3 separate regions of the Mus musculus genome follow, and regions 2 and 3 are each linked to region 1. A link is a contact called in public HiChIP or PLAC-seq and promoter capture Hi-C data. All regions are on one chromosome and are shown on one strand. The core of a region is the stretch at or near the end of the contact, and the rest is flanking DNA. Distances in the headings are between cores, read along the strand shown. Region 1 holds the start of Jph1 (junctophilin 1). Region 2 holds the start of Ly96 (lymphocyte antigen 96). Region 3 holds the start of Pi15 (peptidase inhibitor 15).

Evidence for each region. HiChIP or PLAC-seq counts read pairs in DNA pulled down with a chosen protein or histone mark. Capture Hi-C pulls out chosen DNA fragments and counts their contacts.
Region 2: a contact with region 1 is called in an H3K27ac HiChIP or PLAC-seq map of trophoblast stem cells, with 4 times the contacts expected there. The contact joins the promoter of Ly96 here to the promoter of Jph1 in region 1. A contact is called at or near these places in 2 of 484 Hi-C or Micro-C datasets (both in embryonic stem cells), 10 of 115 datasets of contacts at active chromatin or transcription factors (embryonic stem cells, extraembryonic endoderm stem cells, fibro-adipogenic progenitors and 4 more) and 1 of 9 other capture datasets (embryonic stem cells).
Region 3: a promoter capture Hi-C map of adipose tissue shows a contact between it and region 1. The contact joins the promoter of Pi15 here to the promoter of Jph1 in region 1. A contact is called at or near these places in 1 of 39 promoter capture datasets (stem cell-derived epiblast-like cells) and 1 of 9 other capture datasets (adipose tissue).

Annotation. Positions count from the first base shown.
Region 1 is chr1:17,096,086-17,099,226 of GRCm38.p6, forward strand. It overlaps Jph1 (junctophilin 1), which reads right to left and starts at 1,804. Exons shown (of 5, transcript NM_020604.2): 1 at 1,141-1,804. The coding sequence starts at 1,519. It overlaps Gm46085 (a long non-coding RNA gene), which reads left to right and starts at 1,748. Exons shown (of 3, transcript XR_001778833.2): 1 at 1,748-2,166; 2 at 2,596-2,740; 3 at 3,040-3,141. It overlaps Gm31982 (a long non-coding RNA gene), which reads right to left. Exons shown (of 4, transcript XR_865203.2): 4 at 2,488-2,700.
Region 2 is chr1:16,687,149-16,689,927 of GRCm38.p6, forward strand. Ly96 (lymphocyte antigen 96) reads left to right here and starts at 1,308. Exons shown (of 5, transcript NM_016923.2): 1 at 1,308-1,471. The coding sequence starts at 1,360.
Region 3 is chr1:17,600,585-17,603,356 of GRCm38.p6, forward strand. It overlaps Pi15 (peptidase inhibitor 15), which reads left to right and starts at 1,317. Exons shown (of 6, transcript NM_053191.2): 1 at 1,317-1,458; 2 at 1,993-2,300. The coding sequence starts at 1,995.

The DNA.
Region 1 (3,141 bases), core at 554-3,053:
CAAATTGTATAAGCTTTTATATAAGCAATAGCATAACGGAATTTCAGTGGGCTGGAGAAACTTTTAATTGGATCCCTTTAATATCCTCCAACTCTGAAGCAGCTTAATTTCAAAAGGTGACATCCTATAATCCTTTTCAATTAAATATGACTATGTTTATTATCAGAAAATAGTCTTTGCCCAAACATAGCCCTATTCATCTCTCCCAGCTTTGTCTTTAAAAAAATTAATCAACTTTTGACCCCTGTTTCACTAATGTATGCTTTCTTAGCGGAAAAAAAAAAAAATGAACCCGTTCCTATAACATACAGAAATTATAAGGCAAACATTGTTAAATCACAACCAGGCTTACTTTTTAGGCCACACCCCTAATGTATATCCAGGATATAGCATACTCTTTAACCTTTTTAAATATTTAATGGAAACTCCGTCCATTTTTCCTAAAGCATTTTCTCAAGATCTCCAGGTCAGCAAAGATTACAGTTCTTCTGATTCAAAAGTACTTTAAGGAGCCAAGTGAAAGTTAGGGAGAAAATTAGGAATGCCGCTTGCTTTGGGCAGTTGCTCTGCTGCCTGTAACTAGGACTCTAGAAAATACACCCTCAATAAGGTCCAATTCCCCAACATCCTACTTATGGGGTTCTGGCTTCTATCTTTAGGCTAACTGGAGGGCCAGAAGCGAAATACGAGACTCTACGTGAAACCAAACCGCGCGGCGGTCAGCACCGACCGGCAGCCACACAGCTCAAGACGTCCCTCTAACTCCTCCGGAGTGGCGATTTCAAACCCGGCCTGGAGAGGGAGGGATCAGGAATGTAATGTGACAGGCTCAAGTGACAGTGTCCTCTCTCCTGCCCAGCCCTCCCGGGGCAGCGCGGCTCTGGGCCCCGGCCAGGTACCTGCACGCCTAACTCCCGGGGTATGGACAGCCTACCCGCCCGGGGAGCCGCAGACACTTGCGACCCAGCCGCGAGACCAAGTGGTCTCCCTCGAAATGGGGAGGAGGGCGAGAGGGAGGGTAGACTCCCCAGATGTTTTGGCGGGTTTCCGGACACGTGCGTCTCGCGTCCTCCCCACGTCCCCGAAGCCAGGGAAGAGCCCACCGCGTCAGCCCTCGGAGACTCCCGAGATGCCGCTCACCTCCATCCCCGTAGGTCTCCACGCCGTACCCGTCCTGCAGCCCGTTACTCCAGGTCCCCTCGTAGCGGGCGGGGGTGCACAAGCTCTGCCGGACCCCGTAGCGCCCCTTGAAACCATGTGACCACTCCCCCCGGTACATCCACTTGCCCTTCGTCTCCACCCCCAGCCCGTGCCGCTTGCCCTGCGCCCAGTAGCCCTGGTAGGTGTTGCCGCTGGGCCAGGTGTAGACTCCAACCACCTCGAAGCCGTGCGACCAGGAGCCAGAGTACTCGCCCTGGCCCTTGGGCCCCGTGCAGATGCCATGCCCGTGCGCCTTGCCCTCCTCCCAGCCGCCGCAGTAGGTGCCGCCATCGTCGAAGTCGAACCTTCCGCCCGTCATTCGGGGGGCAGCCCCGGCGCGCTCCTCGTGGGGGCACAAACGTGGGCAGAGCTGGGCACCGCAGGGTGTAGCTCCGGGGTAGGGGCCCGTCGGGCGAGCTCACGACTGCGCCCCGGGCAGCTCGCACCGCCGATCGGCTCCAGTCCGACGCCGCCCCCGTCTTCCCCTCCTCTTTCGCCGTCGCCACCGCCGCCTCTCTCCCTCCTCCTTCGCCGCCGCCCCGGCCAGCGCCGCGCGCGAGAGGACAGCCCAGTCTCCAGAGCGGACTTTCAGCTGCTCCCACCCGCCCACGTGAGCCGGGCACCGCCCCGCGCCCGCCCCTAGTCCCCTCCCTGGGCGCGGAGGCCCGGCCCCATGACACGCCCGCCCGCACGCCCGCCCGCCGGGCCCTGCCCCCAGCCCGCGGAGCCGAGCTTCTCCTCCGGCTGCTTGGCGCGCGAGCTCTGGGCACGTGTGTGTCTGCGGAGTGGGCTGTGACTGGGAGGGCCAGTGTACTCTGAGACGTGAGACGGTCAAGCCTGCGGATAAAGGTGCGGCTGCCTGTGCTGGGGACCTGCTCTTTGCTGCTGGAACCTCCAGCTTTTCAATTGTGTTTAGTCTTCTACAAGTGAGGCCACCTGTGTGATAGAGTGACAACTCTTGTGTAGGTGGGTGGTGGTGGTGGTGGTGGTGGTGGTGGTGGTGGTGGTGGTGGTGGTGGTGGTGGTGGTGGTGTGTGTCTGCATAGGGTTTGTAGTTGCATTTTTTCCCCCAGCATTCCAACTTGAGCTCTGTTGGATTTGTCATGCGCAGCTGTCATCATGAATTAATATGCTCCAAATATATGTCTGCATGTGATAAATCTGTGGCAGCCTAGATATAATTGTGCAGAATGTTCTTTTACACCTACCCATTTCAGGGCACATGTGTTTGCATTTCTTTTCATGAAGATTCCAAGAGAGGCAATGCAGTTTGAAAGAGCATGGGCATGAGTTGTTTGGGTTTTATTTGTAGAAGTGATGGGCTTTGTAGCTGGCATTGCAGGAACACAGGGCATTGTCTTTTACATTCCAGCCTGTTCCCTCATCTGTTCTCAGCTTTAGAAATGCTACATCCTGGAGCTGTGCACCCAAACAGGCTTAGTCTGTATGTATTGCTTGAGTGCCTGGAATGCACACCTGGGACCTCTCCACTGTCGCCCACTGTTTAGAAAAGAAAACACAGTTTTCAAGGAGAAATATGGTAAGTAAAGCACTCTGCTAATGTAACAAAGAAGCCATGAACTTCTAAACACAGGACAGGTGTCAGCTGATGCACTCTCCTGCAGCAGCACTCACTGCCTTGTTGAACTCACTTCAGATACCTCCTCTAAACTTTATCTCCATTTTCTCAATGGAAATACCCTCCCCTTTCTGTGTTGGGGAAAGACTTGGTGTATTTCGATGGTAGTACCCGTAAAGTCAAGAATTGCTAACAGGATAGTTGAATCACATACTACAGCCTCTTTTAGGAGTGGCATTGATCTCTCCTTGCCTTCACAGTGCCAGTGGAGGAAGTCTTTTCCCCAGGTCACAAGCCAGGGTCTCAGAAGGACTCTCAGATTGTGCATTCCTGCTGTTCCCCAGGCTGAGAGGACAAAACAG
Region 2 (2,779 bases), core at 58-2,557, 410 kb before region 1:
GTATGTGCTCAATATGGTAAACCATCCTATAAGGAAGAATCTATTTACCATATTATGCTAATGCATATTTGGGTGTGTATATAATTATACATTATATAATTATTATTTGGGTCCATTATGGAAATGGGCATATATAGTAGGAAAAATATTAAATGACATAATCTATTGATCAAAATAAAGAACCATCAAAACTATGCCCCTTGATTCAAGTGCCTCCTTCCTTTAGGCTTGATGAAAAGAGGCCCCTCACAGTCACCCAGTGGCCGGGAGTATCCTCAGGTGACCCATTGCTCTCACAGTATGCTCTGATCTTTCTATTGTTTTGCTTTAAATACAATTGCCTTGCTACCTTAACAGTTCTTAGTGAGCAGTTGAGTGTCACCACTAGAACCGGATTGTAGGCCACAGCTGTAAGCCTTCTTGGCTGCTAACCCTAAAGTAAGAGTCTGTAAAAGCCGTGCAGCTGAAGGAAGCACACTTTTCTAAAGTAGTCTTTGAATGAAATACACGCCAGAACAAAACAGCTTTTTCTTTCTTTTTTTTTTTTTTTTTTTAATTACTGGAACTCACACTTTTACCTCAAGATGCTACTCTGTGGAAGAGCTCTAGAGTCCAGCACCAACCCCACCCCCAACTCAACACTATTGCCTCAAGTTCAACCTTCCTTTTGAGTGCATTCTCAAAACTGGTGAGGTCCCAGCTGGGAATTGCTACTGACCCCGTGTAGGGGTCATCTTGCCTGTCTGTTTTGTGGCTGAACCTGTTTGTACTTGAGTAGAAATTGAGAGGGGGTAGGGGAGAGAAATCAGCTTAGATAGCTAGATGCAGCTTTCTAGGTCAGGAGAAACCGTTGTATGAGGAGGAGTGTGTGGGAGGGAGTGGCCAGCACACAGAAAAGTAGTATACCGGTGGACTTTCTTTCTTGAGACAGGATCTCACCTTATAGCTCTGGCTGTCCTGGAACTCACTATCTGGAGAAGGCTAACCTGGAACTCACAGAGATCCGCCTGTCAAGTACTGGGTGTGTGTACTACGGCTAGTGGACTTCCTTTTAAGTAAGGGTTTCCTGTAAGGCAGCTAATTGTCTCCCTGAAAATGTGCTGTTTTAAAGTGCTGGATACTTTAGTTTACACTGAGTATTAAGAAACAGTATATTCTAAGTCATTTTTTTCTTCTCTTGCCTTACAGGAAGTGCTCAGATATGAAAACAAATGCACAGTCACACATGCAAATAAAAAGAGGAAGCAGTTGGATGGGAGCTTCCAAATCACATGACTGCTGACTAAGTTAAATCTGTCCTCCTTACTGTCGAGTCCGATGGTCTTCCTGGCGAGTTTAAAGTATCGGAGATATTAAATCATGTTGCCATTTATTCTCTTTTCGACGCTGCTTTCTCCCATATTGACTGAATCTGAGAAGCAACAGTGGTTCTGCAACTCCTCCGATGCAATTATTTCCTACAGTTATTGTGGTAAGTGGCCCGGCAACAAAGAGCTGCGGCGCCAACTATTTCGAGAGAAAGTTTCCACTGAACCTGAAGCTGGAGGGCTGGCAGGAACGCTGCTCCAGCAGTGAGCCCGCTGCGGTGTGGGGTGGGGGTGGAGCAATGCCGACCACTTCCGGGTGCGGATCATCCTTTCCCTCTCCCAACCCCCCCCCCCCCCCCCGCGTTTCCCCAGGACCTCTGAATTGCTTTTTACCTCTGTTGCTGTCTTGTGGTTAAGCTCTCTCCACTCGGAGCTCGGTTTCAGGTTCTTCTTAGTTCTAGTTTGCTTCTGAGTACCAGCCCCGACACAAACTGGTTCCTCTTGAGGAGGCTAACCCACAGTGCTTCCTGGTGGGGTTGTAGCTCCAGCCTGTGGTCCTAGAGTGCTCTTGGAAGCATCCTTCTTCCTCCCCAACTGTGTGACCTTGAGCAAAATACTTAGACATTCTCAGCCTCACTTTTTTTTTAATTTGCAAAATGAAAGTTATTTTAGAATTCACTGTATGAGTCACTTGACAAATAATGATTTTATTTGATTTCGAATAGTGATTTTTAGATTTATGCAGTAATTATTACTCTATTGAAATCTGTTTTGAGACAGGGTCTTTCTATATAGCTGTAACTACCTGGAATTCACTATATAGGACAGGCTGGGTTGGAAATCATAGAGATCTGCCTGCCTCTACCTCCTGGAATTAAAGGCATACGTTGCCACGCCCAGCTTATTTTATTATTTTTTTCAAAGTATCACTATATAACATTGGCTGGCCGGGAACTCATAGAGATTGATACATATGCCTCTGCCTTTTGAGTTATTTGCTTATTTTTTTGAGACAGTGCCTTATTCTGTAGTACAGGCTGCCTAGAACTGACTATATAGCTTATGCTAGCCTCAAACTCATGCTCCCCGTTGCCTCGACCTCTCCAGTGCTAGAGTTGCAGATATTTTTCAGCTGAGCTAAACTCTGGTGCCATTGGATCATAGTTAACGCTATGGCCACATTACAACTTGTCATTAACAAATGCCTGGGACCAGAAAACCTAGTACAGGGCTTGAGAGCTGTTTCAATCTGTTTCCTCTTTCTGCTGCTCGCTCCGTTAGTTGTCCATTTTCTGCCCCTTCTAGGAATGTCTTCGTGGCTGGAAGGTGGTGCCTTCCAAAATGACAGTTCTAGGAAAAGCAAGATCATAGCCTAGTTGTCTGAAAGTGGAGCAGGGAATTTATAAATGTACTTTGAGAACTCCTGCATTGCAAATTGGTTATTTTGGGGGACTGGCTTGTCCCCAAACACT
Region 3 (2,772 bases), core at 67-2,566, 500 kb after region 1:
TCTTCAGAAATCTATTTAAGGCTCCCTCTCCAAAGGGTGCATATCTTTTCTCTATCATTTTAAAATTTACTCACAAAGAGTTAAAGGCAGGCATTGGGTCACACAGATTGAGAGTGATCTGAGTGGGAGCAAATCCTAGGAGACCTGGATTCCAGTCCAGTCTGCCACATACTCATTGGTTTGATGGCTGTGAATTCACATGATGCTCACCCTGCAAAAACATGCTGACGACAGTTCCATCAGTAGGCTGAGCAAATATGTTTGTGTTTTTCTGAATACCTGTTCTGACTGGTTGTAAATGGTCCAGATTTTGTTAGTGAGAAAATGGCACATAACATTTCAGGGGATCTTTTCATTACAGATTACAATAGTATTATTTGCATTCTTTCTCTGCCTTTGCCAGATGTGGATTTTGCTTCAGTGGCATCTTCTCAGTAAGTCCTTTTTGGCTGCTGCTGCTGCTGTATGATTCTTCATGGTCTCCATTGTACTATATAATGATATGATGGGGAAGCTCAATTTTTCCTTGCTTGAAATTTCAGGTATATGTTACTAAGCCTGGAACAGATGTTATCTTGGCTTCTGTCATTTGCTGTGAGTTTTATTTCACATTTTACACAAGGCAGATAGAAAGCAGGTAATTAGCTAACTGTACTGTTTTGGAGAAAGAAAAAAAGGAGTGAAGATGGAATGAGAAGAGATAAATATATAAATTGCAGGAATAAAACCACATGGAGACGGACAGCACAGCCACTAGAGCATGTATTATCCTAACATCATAAGCTATAGTTTGGTTACTACTGACTTGCCTGGAATCCTCGTGAATAATATTTGTGGCCACCCAGACTAACTGTGTGAGTCGATCTCTTGATTTAATATCAGCATGATTTTTTAGCTCCTATGTCATTTGCTGGCATCTAAACAGAAAATGTACTGCTTGTTACTCAGGCATCTGTGTTTTCAAGAACCCACAGTCTTTTAATTCCTCCCCCCCCCCCTTCTTCCTTTCCCTTGTCTTTTTGGTATGGGAGCCAGGAGCTAGAGCATACTAAGAAAGAAAAATTAACCACTCACTGAAAAGGTAGAAAAGGGGGGTGTCTCATGATTTGTGCTTTGTAAGCTGTGGGTGTGACTCAATTTCCTCACTGCCACATAAAAAGGTTGCCACCCAATCTCTGTTGTTGGTTGTTTTTTTTTTTTTTTCTTTTCTGTCCCAAGCCCCTCCCCTTGGATTTTGGCTGAGAGACCCTAAGAGAGCCTGCCCTTTCTGGACTTTGCAAACTGACATATAAAAGCTGTTAGCTGTTTCTGTAGCCAGCAGCATTCAAATCTTGCAGACTCTTGCACTCTGAGAGCTTGTAATAAGACATACTCCTCTTACAAGAGTTGATGCTACAACATAACAAAGAAACTTACGTTGTTGGAGGAGCAGTGTATTCATTTTGGCATTGTGCAGAGGTAAGCTACTTGGATTAACTAGATTTTATTGCATGAATTATCTTAAAGCAGTTTACATCATTTTCCCCCTTAGCAGTGAGACTGGGTTTCTGTACTACCCTATGTCACTCGGTATGCAGAATGTCTGGGACAAATTATCAGCACATTTGCTGTGGCTACCTATATTTGTCTTCTTCATTCTCAGGGTCAGCTTGGGTTGCTAAAGATTCCTGGCTGGAAACAGGCATTGTAGTAATGTGTCTTGCAGTTCAAGCATTTGGGCAAAGTATTCCCATTCATTTTAAACGGAATGTTCATGGTTTCTTTCTTTAACTCTAGAAAGTTCCTTTTAAGAGGTATGACGCATAGCATACCCAAATGAAATTACATTAGATTCAGGCAACAATTTTGAGGATTTTGGGAGAATGTCCATCCACACAATTCTCCCTAGAGATGACAATGTAAATTCATACCCTATTGCTCTTTTCTGATTGCTTGTTTGTTGTTTGATTGATTTTGTAAAGGCTCTAACTCTACACTGTTTTTGCTTCAAAGCAATGCAAAGCTGGAGGACTTCTCCATCCCTGAAAATGATAATGAACTCTGCAGTCAGCCTTGTGATTCTTTTGTCCCTTCTCTGTGAAGCACATACTGTCGTTTTACTAAATCCCACTGACTCATCTCTGCCAGCCAATAACTTCACTGATACTGAAGCCGCCCTCAGCACACCACTAGAGTCTGCGGATATCCCCAAAGCCAGGCGGAAGCGTTACATTTCTCAGAATGACATGATCGCCATTCTCGATTATCATAATCAAGTCCGGGGCAAAGTGTTCCCACCAGCAGCAAACATGGAATATATGGTAAGAGGAATTTGTCCTTTCTTGAGAAAGCTTTCCTTTGTGTGTTAAAAAGATCTAAATGGACCACAGTGCATGTTTGCCAAGGGATACAGTATACATGTTTGAACAACCTATGAATGTTTTTTAATGTATCTTCTAATGTTAAATTGTGTTCTTTTACGGATTAATGTATGTGAGACAGACAGGACAGGTGGATCTATATAGATTTTCTTCTGTGAGTTCCATAACCACATGAGACACATTTTCTATAAGGAGGAAAACAATTGGGTATACTGACTGCCCACATTTGGAAAGTCATTTTTCAGAGCATAATTCATGAGGTTTTTGTTTGTTTGTTTGTTTGTTTGTTTGTTTTTTGTTTTTCTGTGTTTTCTGAACCTAAAGGCCATATTTATCCACTAAAATCGCTGTTGAGAATATTTTTTTGAAATTAAAGTTTTCATGTGCATTATTTATTCCTGGCAAGGTGACT